Linked DNA regions of Mus musculus: regions 1 and 3 are each linked to region 2. A link is a contact called in public Hi-C data. All regions are on one chromosome and are shown on one strand. The core of a region is the stretch at or near the end of the contact, and the rest is flanking DNA. Distances in the headings are between cores, read along the strand shown. Region 1 overlaps Ppil4 (peptidylprolyl isomerase (cyclophilin)-like 4). Region 2 overlaps Ust (uronyl-2-sulfotransferase). Region 3 has its middle 40 kb from the start of Gm24726.

Region 1 (4,483 bases), core at 464-2,963, 470 kb before region 2:
TCTTTGAACTTCTTTTTGGTCTTCCCTTTGGGGCTGGGCGGTGTAAGTTTTCATTTCTCTTCCATAATGAGCCTTGCCAGCCTTTGCCATATCTTCAAATTTCCCCTTTTCTTTAGCAGACATGGTCTTCCACCTCTCTGAGCACTTCTTGGAGAACTCTGAGAAGTTGACAGAAGCATCCGAGTGCTTCTTCTTGTGCTCCTCCCAGCATGTTTGCACAAAGAATGCATTTGAGGACATTTGGCCTCTCAGCTTCTTAGGATCTCCTTTGCCCATGTTTAGTTGATTTTCCTCCGTGAGGCAGTTGCCCAGTGCCTGTCCGCTGTCTCTATGGAGCTCAATGTTCTTCAATGGCTGTGAGACAGTTTTCCTATGGAGTCTAGCTTGGTCTCAAACTTAATATCCTCCTGAGTGCTGAGACTGTAAGTGTTAACTCCCCACGCTAGTCATGAACTTTGTATCTTGTTAACTGTGTGTGTGCGTGTGTGTATGCTAAGGATTGAGAATAGTGGTCTCCCAGATGCTGAACGCGTCCTGTCATTGAACTGCATTTCTAGCTGAGTTTAAAAAGATCATTTTACAATGCTTTAAAAAGGCTTCACTTAGGGTTGTGCATGGGGAAGGCAGTGGCAGGCATATCTCTGTGAGTTGAAGGCCAGCTTTCTTTATATAGCCACTTCCAGGCTAGTTGGCTATATAGTTAAGACCCTGTCTCAGAAAAACAACAACAAAATAACAACAGAAAAAAGGTTTCCCTTGGTAGTTATTCACATGTAATGCTAAATTTTACCAGAAAAATTAAGATTACTGGTTTTTCTTATTTTAAAGATTCACTCTTATTTTATGTGTCTGAATATTTTATTTCTCTATATGTATGTGTACCATGTGTATGCCTGGTCCCAGCAGAGACCAGAGCATTAGATCCCCTAGAACTGGAGTTACAGATGGTTATGGGTACTTGGAGGCGAACCCAGGTCCTCTGCAAGACCTCGTTCTTAACCATGGAGCCGTCACTACAGCCACACGATTACCTTTTCTGTACCATTTATGGTTTGTTGCCCATGACTTTACTGCACTTTCAAAATAAGAAATAAACAGGGCTGTTTGGTAATAAGTAGTAGGCTGTATTGATTTTTTTTCAATATTTTTTATTAAGGTCTGTAAAAAATCTAGAGAGAGAAATACCTGGTCTGTGAGGGATGTTCTTTCTCCACAGTGTTCATTCACAGCAGCCTTTCCTCGCCAGAGGCCGTGTTGCAGAGGAAACTTGTTCAGTGCACCCTGCAGTCTGAACCAGCGCCTCACCTCAGTGCTCTCACTTATCAATCATTCCTTTCCAACCCACGGCTTAGAGGGAGTTGAACTTTCTCTGTTTCATGAGGAGAGCTTTTTTGTTCACAGTTGGAACAAGGCTTTGTTTCTCTCTGAGTTGGCTTCTCTTGTGGTGGAAGGAGAAACCTGTCCCAGCTTGGCTCGCCAGTCTTACCAGGCCCATACCCTTTCCCAGACCAGCCTCTTGATGTGTTTTTTACGTGTTATAATCACAGTCCTATTGGTGGTGGGTGGTGTCTGCTTTGGAGTAGTGTTAGCTGCTGGCTGATGCAGTAGAGTTCATGGACTTGGTGGCTTTGCTTGAACAGTGTTTTTTTCAGTTGGATGTTGTAATATTCACCCAGGTCACTAGGTGGCAGCATATAACTAAAGAAAACTGGACATGCACTTTGAACCAGAGTAACAGCAGAGACAGGCTTTGGGTTTAAGGCCTTCCTCACCTTCCCTACCTCCCACTGTGTGCTTTCATAAGTAGTCCTTTGTGTTTTATAAAATTGTTAGTGTACCATTATAGGATGCTAATTCTTTTATTTCTTTTAATAAACAGGTGGGAAATATACCAAGAGTGATTTCAAGGAGTATGAAAAGGAACAGGATAAACCAGCCAATTTGGTTCTGAAAGAAAAAGTAAAGCCCAAACAGGAGTATCCTTTATAAGAACCGTATGCTTGGCTGGCCTCCCCTCTGTAGGTCATTTGTGAGGGGGACATTTTGTTGTCACAGCTGGTCAGTGTTTCCCATAGACTTGACTTTTTCAGTATACCATGTATTATGAAGAAAGTTAGAGTTGAAAGAAACCTTAGGCCTAAATATTTTATCTCCCACTCTTACAATAAATACCTTACTTACTTACCCACTGTTCTCAATGATCTTCAAAAGTAAATGTGTTACTTTTATATATACTAATGTTTTAAGTTCCTTTCTATTGAATATCCTTGTGTTATTCATTCTCTCTCTCTCTCTTTTTTAAAGATTTTATTTATTTACTCTATTTACAACGTTCTGCCCACATGTATGCTGGTGTAACAGAAGAGGGCACCAGATCTACTGTAGATGGTTGTGAGCCACCATGTCATTGCTGGGAATTTTACTCAGGACCTCTGGAAGAGTAGCCAGTGCTCTTAACCTCTGAGCCATCTCTCCAGCCCCTGATATTTATTCCCTTTTATTTAATTTCCTTATTTAGATAACAAAATCTTGTAGTTCTCTGTCACACGATTAGATTTTTTTTCTTCTGTATAATACATTGCCATTTAACAACAAGGATTTGCTAAATCTTTTTGCTAAATTTTTGTCTAGGGCTCCTTCCAGTTCAGTACAAGAGTTGACATTTATAGGATCTAAAAGAAATTTATAGACTGGACCATGCAATTCAGGTTCTTCCAAGTTGCGACAAGGAAAAAAGCCATGAAGCATACTGCTCGCCTTACATCATTTCTGTTTGCTCAACTATGACTGATTTCCCATTATAAATCTATCACTCCACACATTGCAAAGGTCATTTCTTTGGTGATCATCTTTGGTAAAAGGTGTCTTTGTTTTCTAGTTTCTGTTGATGAAAAGAGGTTCTCTCTTTTGTGTTACATAGGCATGTCTTCTCCAAGTATTCATCAAGGAGGTTGAGTATCAGGTTGGCCTTTAGATAGTCGTGCTTTATTTAAAGTGTGTTGCCTGTCTGTGCTGCACAAAGTATTGGGATGTGTCTGAAGGGTGCTGACAGCATCACCCTAAGGCTTTCCAGGCAGCCAAGCCAGCATGCTGAGTCTGGACTTTAACAAAGGCCATTAGAAGGCATGTGATTAAAGCTTACAGTCACAAAAGGCATAGATGAGCATGTGCAAATGTTACCTTCATATCGAAGGTAAGTTTGGCCTAACCACTTAGAAAGGACAGGACAAATCAAGGAAGCGAAGGGCATAAAGTCAAGATGCTTACAGAGGCCTTCTGATTTTAAGGAATTCACTATATTAATTTTAAGTTTGTAGCATTAAAGTGTTTTAATGAATGTTGGGCAACTACTCTACTAATTGAGGTATACCCCAGCCCTTGGGACTGTTTTTTTCCTCATCATTCAGAAAACTATGGGTATGTGTATAAAGACAGACATTACATTCTGGGCCTAAAGAACATGGCCATGTTGACTTCAGTCCCAGATTCAACTACAATAGCACTTTTTTTTTTTTTTTTTTTGGTTTTTCGAGACAGGGTTTCTCTGTGTAGCCTTGGCTGTCCTGGAACTCACTCTGTAGACCAGGCTGGCCTCGAACTCAGAAATCCGCCTGCCTCTGCCTCCCAAGTGCTGGGATTAAAGGCGTGCGCCACCACGCCCGGCTACAATAGCACTTTTATGTTAGGCTTCCATACTCCTCATATTCCAGCCCAACCTTCTCAGAGTCCACTGCAGAGACTGGGATTATTGTTACGATAGTTCTGTGCTTTTTCTTCGTTTATTTTTTAATACACGGTCTTAACTACGTGCCTGTCTTAGAACTCACTATATGGACCAGGCTGATCTCAAGCTCGTTAGAGATCTGCTGCCCCTGCCTCTCAAGTGCCGAGATTAAAGGTGTGCACTGCCACCATTAATCTAAAAACTGACTGATTCAATCTGGCTTCTCTCTTTCAGCCTTTCCTGAATTGCTCTGCTTGGCCTCATACTAACTTGGGCAGTGTGTTCTAATCTTACACACACAAATGGTGCCTAGTTGCAGGATATTTGATCACATTGTGAACCCCAAGATTGTGTTATTTACTGAAAAAAAAAATCTTTTTCTAATTGTGGTGTGGCTCAGGGAAAGAGAGAGAAGCCAGATTGAATCAGTTTAGAGAGGAGTTTTGAGGCAGAAAAGCTGAGTTGAATCATCCAGTTTATGCTTTATTTTATTCTAAGGCTTTATATTAGAGAAATTACTTTAATTCTGATTCATCACTTTGTCCTGCAGCTCAGTTAGACAGCTCTTTCAAACAGGAGTGCTTCCTTCTACAAACTAGCTTTGCCTTCATTATTTGGGACTACAGGGTGTACTAAGGGCATGAGAAAAGCCAGATTGTGTTATTTACTGAAAAAAAAAAAAATCTGTTTCTAATTGTGGTGTGGCTCAGCCTTAGCACACACCTTTACTCTGACTGGAATAGTCATTCCCTTAGTACA
Region 2 (4,293 bases), core at 1,609-4,108:
AGCACTCCCTCTTGAAAGGCTCTCCCTTGAGGTGGGGACAGGAATGGTGACAGCAGTGGGAGAGAGACAGGGCACAGCTAGTTCTGCTGTAGAGACTCAGAGAATGGAGGGTTAGGAAAAGTGTTGTATTACAGGATCATAAAGTCAACTGTGTCTAACATGGAGCTGAAAGCATGGCTTTGGACTCAATGGAACACATTATAATCACCCTTTCTGAACAAGCACACACAGAGACAATGCCCTGATCTATATAGCTTTACAGATGTCTATGGTATAAATACCCCTGATATTGCCACAACTGTTACAGTGTAATATGGTTTGTCCCCTGCAAGGGAACACATGTCACATGTTGATACTTCCTTGCTAGTGTAATGACACTGAGAGCTGGTGGAATTTGTAAGTGATGACTGGGTTATGAGAGCTCTAATAACACTAGGTTAGTCTTAAATGGATGCTAAAAAGCACACCAGCCCCTGTCCCCTACACAGTGGATATACCCTGCCCCAAGATTCAGGTGTGGCCAGTGTACACAGTATTGAGGGAGTAGGGCTTTAAGAAGAGATTGGGTGTGATGGTTTGTATGCTTGGACCAGGGAGTGGCAGAATTTGAAGGTGTGGCCTTATTGGAGTAGGTGTGGCTTTGTTGGAGGTGTGTCACTGTGGGAGTGGGCTTTAAGAACTCATCCTAGCTGCCTAGAAGTCAGTATTCTGCTAGCAGCCTTTAGATAAAGATGCAGAACTTTCAGCTTGCTATGCTGCTATGCTTGTGCAAAATGTTCTTCATGAGACTTAATCAGAGAACAAAGTCTCTGCTTTTTTTTTTTTTTTTTTGAGACTTCCTTTCTCAATGCAATTAATATAAATCTCTTTACCTTAGCCTCAGGTAGACACTTCAGACAATGGCAAAGAGCAGTGAAATTCTTTACCAAAATACCACAAATATCTCTATGCCATATACGGAAATTCTTCTCAGAAATCTCTTGGGCCTGGTCTGCACAGTTCAAATTATTCTCAGCAACAAAGTCTTCCATATTCCTACTAGGATGGCCCATTAAGCTCCATTTAAAGCATTCTACCACTTTCCAAACCCAAACTTCCAAAATCCACATTCTTCCAAACAAAAGCATGGTTAGGCCTAACACAGCAATACCCCAGTCCCTGGTATCAACTTCTGTCTTAGTTAGGGTTTTACTACTGTGAACAGACACCATGGCCAAGGCAAGTCTTATAAAGGACAACTTTTAATTGGAGATGGCTTACAGGTTCAGAGGTTCAGTCCAGTATTTTTAAGGTGGGAACATGGCAGCATTCAGGCAGGCATGGTACAAGAGGAGCTGAGAGTTCTACATCTTTATCTAAAGACTGCTAGCAGAATAGTGACTTCCAGGCAGCTAGGATGAGGGTATTAAAGCCCACTTCCACAGTGGCACACCTCCAACAAGGCTATACCTATTCCAAAAAGGCCACACTTCCAAACAGTGCCACTCCCTGGGCCAAGCATATACAAACCACCACATTGGGCTAATGCAGGAAACCTGCTGCTGCTTGCCCTCTGCTGTCTACCAGGTGAGGAGGACACAGTGATGATCTCTTCCAGAGGAACCATTATGGAAGCAAAGAACAGTTCGCCCCAAATGTGCCTATGCCTTGACCTTGGACATCTAGTCTTCAGATCTGATAAAATAAATGGCCGCAAATTATCCACTCTTGAGTTTTTTTTTTTTTTAATTATTAACATGAGTAGACTAGTTGCCACTATAAATAGACTATAGGTAACTAAGATGCCCGAACTAGAACCATTTATGCAAATTATACAAAAGAGAATTTGAGAAGGGTTGTGCTAACAGGATGATATAGTTTTCTGTGACTCAAATACTCATTTAGCCACCTACTCTACAAATGGTCTTTGAACATTTATACCATGTGTCAGATCATATTTTCAGATGCTGAAGAAATTCAAGACAGAGACAGACAGACAGACAGATATGCCCTTTCCAAAGGCAGCAGCACACCCTAAAATTTTCCTAAGTTCTAAACTCTGGGAAGGTAATGTGAGGCTGCACACTAGGCAGTGAAGATGGTGCCTGCCTTCAAAGCTGACAGTCAGGCTGGGGAAGGACCAATAGAATAATCAGAGTCTCCTAGGATGGGAAGAAGCAGGTTAGCATGGCAGTTGAGAACATGGCTTCTGAAATCTGGCTGCCAGTGCTTGGTTTGCCTCCTAGTGTCATTACCAAGTGGATGCTACTCAACTGCAGGTGGGTAACCTATTTGAGCATCAGGCTCGTGTGTGTGTGTGTGTGTGTGTGTGTGTGTGTTAGACAAGCTCACTTGTGGGCTTGTATGGAGACCAGAGGTTGACATGGGAATGTCTTCAGTTGCTCTCCACCTTATTTTTTTGAGACAAGATCTCTCCAGAGCTCACTATTTCAGCAAGGCTGGCTGGCAACCAAGCCTGTGGAATCTGCCTGTCTCTATCTCCAGCATGGGGGTTACAGATGTGTGCAGTCACACTGGCTTTTAACTTGGGCACTAGAGCATCAGGTCCTGCTTATGCTTGTCTAGTAGGCACTTAACCCACTGAGTCATCTTCCCTGTCCCAGGCTTCTCATCTGGGGTAAGATCATAACACTTTTTTCTGGGGCTGCTGAGAAGATCAAATTAGCCACACAGGTGCTCAATACAACCTTCGATGTAGTCTAGACTCAAAACAGGCCAGAGGAGAGAGCCAAGGACCCCGGGATGCTGGGACTGAGAGAGCCTATGCAGAGGCTGGAAAGCACATGGCTAGAGAAAGGGACGAGGCAAAGGCACAAGAATTAAGAGATAAGTAAGGCTCCTCTCAAAGGAGGAAGTGAGAAGTAGGGCCTGATTAGTACTTGCCCAGGCTAGCAGGACAAGTCTAGATTACTACTAAGAGCCTAGTGGCTAGAGAGGCACCAGCCAAACAAGGAGAGGAAAACCAATTGCCAGTTTGAAGGGAAATTAAGGTTTGACTGGGTAGATGAAGAACTTCTTTTAAAAACCGGGATAGTTACAGCTGCGTGTTACATAGGTATTATTCAGAAGTTTTAAATATCATAGGCATTTTGTTATACAAAACCAAGACAAAGCAATTTGAATAAAACTCCAGAAAATCCTTACAGGATACAGGGCATACATGGAGAAGAGGGTTTGAGGTATCTATGGAAGTACAGATGTCATACTGTGACCACAGAGAGTATCATCTAAATAAGAAAAGGATCACTCAGCTTCAACACCTGGAGTTTTAACATAAAGGTAAAAACATGAGCTAATTAATGCTATTAATCATCTAAATTTAACCAGCACAGTGGGGAAATGGCAGGCTGAGGGGTCAGAGGCATGTTACCTCAAAGGAAGTCAAATGAGAGGTTTCAGCCACTTAGGCCAACTTAGCAGTGTCCACTGTAGACCACTCAGGGTTGGGGAGAAGCACGGGCAGTAGAGGTCACTGGACTCTCCAAACTCTCCCTTGGGCTTCTCAAGTCCCAAACTGCGGAGAAATCACACCAACTAGGCGCCAACTTCCCTCTGGGGAATCTCAACTCATCTGCTTCCACATCCCTGGTTAAATGGACTCATGGAGCATGCCTCATGTGCAGGGTCCAACAAGGGGTCCTCGCCTTTCCTGGGGCAGATATGTTTAGGGTTATTTCAGAGACCTTTCCAGCCTTTTGTTGCTGTTCTCAGGAAGAGATCAGACAGGCACAGTGGAACACATACCTGAAATATGAGAACCTGGGAGGCTGAGGCAGGGGGAAAGTGTGAGCCTAGCCTGGGATACACAGCAACCCCCACCCCAAACACAAAGACACAGCAATTAAATCAAAGAATGCTTAATAACGGAAGAGATGTGGGGGCCCCAGCACCAGAAAGAGGCTGAATCTATCCAAGATCACAGAGACAGACAGTTCATATTATCATCTCGATTGTAATTGAAATCAAAGTGAAGGTGGACCAAGGTCAGCCTGCAGTTGTTTTTCATCTTTCCTTTGAATTGTAAAATTGTGAGTGATGAATCTATTCTGCATTTATTATTGTAGTTTATTAAATGTGGTTGGGAGGCACAGACTGCCAGAAAAATCCCACCCATGGGAAGAAGGCAGCAACCCTGGGACCTCAAGGGAGCACAGTAGGGCTCAACTCACTTTGTCCACATAGGCAATAGAGAAGGCAGGCACCCTAGAGCTAGCTGGGGATCATAAAAAGGATAGCTATGTTATAAGCCAGAGAAGTGTGTGTGTTTGTGTGCGTGTGCGTGTGCGTGCGTGT
Region 3 (4,237 bases), core at 1,370-3,869, 390 kb before region 2:
TGTTGTAGCTTCTGGAATGCTCACCGAGTCGCAGCACTGTGCAGGGTGCTGTCTGTGCCTTGTCACTTCATCTCTATTTGTAATGTGATTTGGACACGAAGATATGCCGAGCAATGGACACAAGCACACACGCCTCTGGGCACCTAATCTTGCCAAGAGAGACCACTGGAGAGCAGAGATGTGTGCCATGCGGAGTAAACTGGATATCCACATGGACAAGAGTAAAACCGGGGCAAACTGCAGAGATGGCTCAGTGCTTGGGAGCACTGATGCTCTTCCAAGAGGATCCACATTCCGTTCCCAGCACCCACATAGCAGCCCAGAACTGTCTGTAAGTCAAGTTCCAGAGGCCCCTTCTGGCCTCTGTGGGCACCAGGCACACAAGTAGCTCACAAACATGTAGGCAAAACACCCATATATCATCATCAACAACAACAACAGCAAACAACAACAACAACAAAAGGAGTGTTTGTCCAGAGGACTCAAGTTTGGTTCCCAGCACCCATAGATATGTATGTGTGTGTATATGGTGGATGTTTATGCATATGATGCATGCATATGTGTTTGTATTTATATAAGTATATATGACATGAAGGAAGAAAAGGCGCTATGAGGAGGAGGAGAAAGAGATTTAAGAAAAGGGAGTGGGAGACAAGGGGAAGTCATGAAACCTATGTGTCATGAGAGCAGAAGGGACCAGAAAGATGGGAATGGCTAGGATGGGAAAGGCAGTGAGAAGGGCTAACAAAAATGGAAGTATGATGGCGTGCACACATTGAACGGTCAAAAGGAAGCAGGTGTCGGTATGCCAATACTAAGAAAAGATTAGGGTGGCAGGAAAGATGCGGGTTGGGTGACTTGTCAAAACCCTTTTCCAGTCAAGTATGGCAGCTTGTACCTGTAATAGCAGCATTTGGAAAGCTGAGGCAGGGAGATTACCATGAACTCCAGGCCAGCTCAGACTACACAGTAATTTCAAAGAACCAAAACAAGAAAACGTCACACTAATGGTGGGGTGGGGTGCAGCATGGGGACCCCTGCCCGGGCTTCCCCTCTCAAAGGGTCTTCTCACAGCTTGCTTTAAAAAATACTCTTTAATTGATTCACTTTTATGTGTATGAGTGTTTTGTCTGAGTCTATGTATGTGCACTACACACATACCTGGGGCTCCCACCTGGAAGATGGGGTTGGATCCCTGGAATTGGAGATTGTGAACTACCATGTGGATGCTGGGAACTAAACCCAAGTCCTCTGCAGGAACAGCAAGTGCTCGAAACCACTGAGCCTTCTCTCCAGTCCCATTTCCCTAATTCTTTTGTTGTTGTTTTGAGACAGGGTTTCTCTCTGTAGCTTTGACTCCTAGAACTCACTCTGTAGACCAGTCTGGCCTCAAACTCAGAGGTCTGCCCACCTCCGTCTCCGCCTCTGGAGTGCTGGAATTAAAGATGTGTGCCACCACCATCTGGACTGCCATTCCCCCAACTGGACTCAGGCTGGCACACAGGGGTGCACTAGATATGATCCTTCCATTCAGATTCTCTGCTTTTGGGTGGTGTCTCTAGTGGATGAGGGCCTATTAAAATCTTGAAAAACAGAAGCCTCTCATAGGACATCGGTTTAGACTCAGAGAAACTCTTTATACCAGGCATATTGCCTTCTTTCTTTAGATTACTGGGGCAGAAAGCAGTTACAGATTGGGAGCAGCTTGAAGTTGGAGACCTGGAGCCACCGGTGGGAAACAGGTCTCCTGAGCTGTCCTCGTTTCCGGGCTGTCTCTGCGCTGGCCAGAAGGGTGTTTTGTTTTGTTTTGCTTTGCTTTGTTTTGTTTTGTTTTGTTTTGTTTTGTTTTGTTTTGCCAGGCTTGAATCTAGACTGCTCTAGTTACCATGCATCGTTCTCATTACAGATTTGTGAAGTTGAGCAAGGATGGTCTAACTCAAGCTCACTTGCCTTCGTGTCGCTGTGAGGTGGGAGAGGAAGAACCTCATTCGTGTGCAGCCTAGGGAACAGTTCTGTTTAGATGTTCACATTGTGGCTTCTGGCATGGCCCTGACAGGTAGAGTGTGGACATAGATAACTTCACTCCCCAGCAGGTACAGTGGAGGACTGAGTTCTTTCCAGGGACCTTTGCCTAGAGTCAGCCGGTGCTGTCTTTTGGAGAGGCCCCTCAGTAGGGAAAGCCGCCACTCTGAGGGAAACGCTCCTCCACTTTCGGACCATTACAGAACTAACCTTGTAAGACTATGTTTCTGGAGGCAGGACTGCGGAGAACTTGCTCAAGCTTTTCTCTTTCAAATTTTCCAGCCAAGCAATGTTTTCAACATAAAATGTTCCCTTGTAATTATGCTGTTTTTGGATTTTCCCCTGCTTGACTTCCGTTCTGTTTAGTCAGCAGTTCGGGGGCTCCGGCCACATACCAAGCCACCGCCTGAAGACAGCATGGAGTGTATCAGGGAAGCCAGGACTCAGGGTCTGGAGGAAGAGCGCAGACATCATTTCCTCCCTATCGCTGAGTTTAATGTGGAAGGTGATCATGTTTTTGAGGTGCTGTATTCTCCCCCTTCCCTGTTAGAGGGCACACAGACAGAGTGCAAGAGAGAGAAACGAGAAGTAATGTCAGCTACAGGACTCCCTCCAACTTAAGCAGGAGGAAGGAGGCAGACCACAGGGGAAGAGACAGCCGATATAGGATCTGGGGCAAAGCTTCCAGCCCTCAGGGTACTGGGGTACCCCTGATTTTGAGCCTGCCTATGCCCCTTTCCAGCCTACCTCAACTACAGTAGCAACAGCAGCAACCGTGTCCAGCTAAAACTAGACCCAAAGCGACTAAAACTAAATTCTTGAGCATTTAGCTCTGAGCATCAGGGTCTCTACAGCACAAAAGACAGAAGTCTGAAAAATTCACAACAGGTTTCCGTTTGTTGTTGCTGTTGTTTGTTTGTTTGTTTTGTTTTTCCCCATTAAACACACACACACACTTGGAACTGTACTTGGTCTCTGAATTTGAGTTCTTTTCTGACACAGAGTTTCATGGAATCTAGCATGGCTTCCAACTCCTTAAGTAGCCAAGATGACTTGGAAGTCTTGATCTTCCTGCCTCTCTATCTCCAGTGCAGGGATTAAAGGTGTGTACCACCTCAGCTGCATTAAGATGGCACTTTCAAAGTTGTCACTTCAGAGACAAGGGATCTCACGAAGTGGGTGGCATAAGGTTAGCCCAAGAGGGCTAAGCCCAGGAGGTGACTATGTGTTTAGTTAGTATCACAGCCTCTTACCCCCTAGATATTGAAACTCTGAATAAATCTGCAATGGCAGTTCTTCTTTTTTAAATTGGATATTTTCTTTATTTACATTTCAAATGTTATCCCCTTACCCAGTTTTCCTCCCTCCTGGAAATACCCTATCACATTCTCCCTCCCCCTGCTTCTATGAGGGTGTTCCTCCACCCACCCACTCCCATCTCCCCACCCTCAATTCCCCTATACTGGGGCATCTATCCAGCCTTCATAGGACCAAGGACCTCTCCTCCCATTGATGCCTGACAAGGCCATCCTCTGCTACATTCGCAGCTGGAGCCATGTGTACTCCTTTGTTGATGGCTTAGTCCCTGGGAGCTCTGGGGAGTCTGCTTGGTTGATCTTGTTCTTCCTATGGGGTTGCAAACCCCTTCAACTCCTTCAGTCCTTTCTCTAACTCCTCTATCAGGGATGCCACGCTCAGTACAATGGTTGGCTGCTAACATCTGCCTCTCTATTTGTAAGGCTGTGGCAGAGCCTCTCAGGAGACAGCCATATTAGGCTCCTTTCAGCATGCACTTCTTGGCAACCACATAGTGTATATGGAATGAATCCCCAGGTGGGACAGTTTCTGGGTGGCCTTTCCTTCAGTCTCTGCTCTACACTTTATTTCCATAATTGCTCCTGTGAGTATTTTGTTCTCCTTCTAAGAAGGACCGAAGCACCCACACTTTGGTCTTCCTTCTTATTGAGCTTCATGTGGTCTCTGAATTGTATCCTGGTTGTTTGGAGCTTTTGGGCTAATATCCATTTATCAGTGAGTGCATAACCTGTGTGTTCTTTTGTGATTGGGTTACTGTGGGAAGCCACATGTGCCGTTGCAGAGTGGCACTGACTACTGCTGGCCACCACGCATAAGATTGGACAAACAACCAATGTGTACATATGCAGTAAAGTTTTTTGCAAAGACACTGCCTGGCCCAGGCATGATAATGAGGTTC

What was found. A called contact is a pair of places that touch in the nucleus more often than the background predicts.
Region 1: a Hi-C map of bone marrow-derived macrophages shows a contact between it and region 2, with 17 read pairs. The contact joins two enhancer-like sites. A contact is called at or near these places in 6 of 39 promoter capture datasets (the C10 cell line, the HPC-7 cell line, cranial neural crest and 3 more) and 1 of 484 Hi-C or Micro-C datasets (bone marrow-derived macrophages).
Region 3: a contact with region 2 is called in a Hi-C map of bone marrow-derived macrophages, with 21 read pairs. The contact joins two enhancer-like sites. A contact is called at or near these places in 1 of 15 datasets of contacts at CTCF or cohesin (the NIH/3T3 cell line) and 1 of 484 Hi-C or Micro-C datasets (bone marrow-derived macrophages).

The regions. Positions count from the first base shown.
Region 1 is chr10:7,808,483-7,812,965 of GRCm38.p6, forward strand. It overlaps Ppil4 (peptidylprolyl isomerase (cyclophilin)-like 4), which reads left to right. Exons shown (of 13, transcript NM_026141.3): 11 at 1,880-1,976. Among named protein-coding and RNA genes, the nearest start is that of Ppil4, 18 kb to the left of the region's middle. Within about 2 kb of position 1,714, at least 12 of the 459 cell types and tissues checked have an H3K27ac peak or open chromatin away from gene starts, as enhancers often do. A contact at or near this core is called in bone marrow-derived macrophages, where this site is marked.
Region 2 is chr10:8,274,448-8,278,740 of GRCm38.p6, forward strand. All of the region lies in intron 5 of Ust (uronyl-2-sulfotransferase), which reads right to left. Among named protein-coding and RNA genes, the nearest start is that of 4930573G07Rik, 67 kb to the left of the region's middle. Within about 2 kb of position 2,859, at least 7 of the 459 cell types and tissues checked have an H3K27ac peak or open chromatin away from gene starts, as enhancers often do. A contact at or near this core is called in bone marrow-derived macrophages, where this site is marked.
Region 3 is chr10:7,886,037-7,890,273 of GRCm38.p6, forward strand. No RefSeq gene overlaps it. Among named protein-coding and RNA genes, the nearest start is that of Gm24726, 40 kb to the left of the region's middle. Within about 2 kb of position 2,620, at least 18 of the 459 cell types and tissues checked have an H3K27ac peak or open chromatin away from gene starts, as enhancers often do. A contact at or near this core is called in bone marrow-derived macrophages, where this site is marked.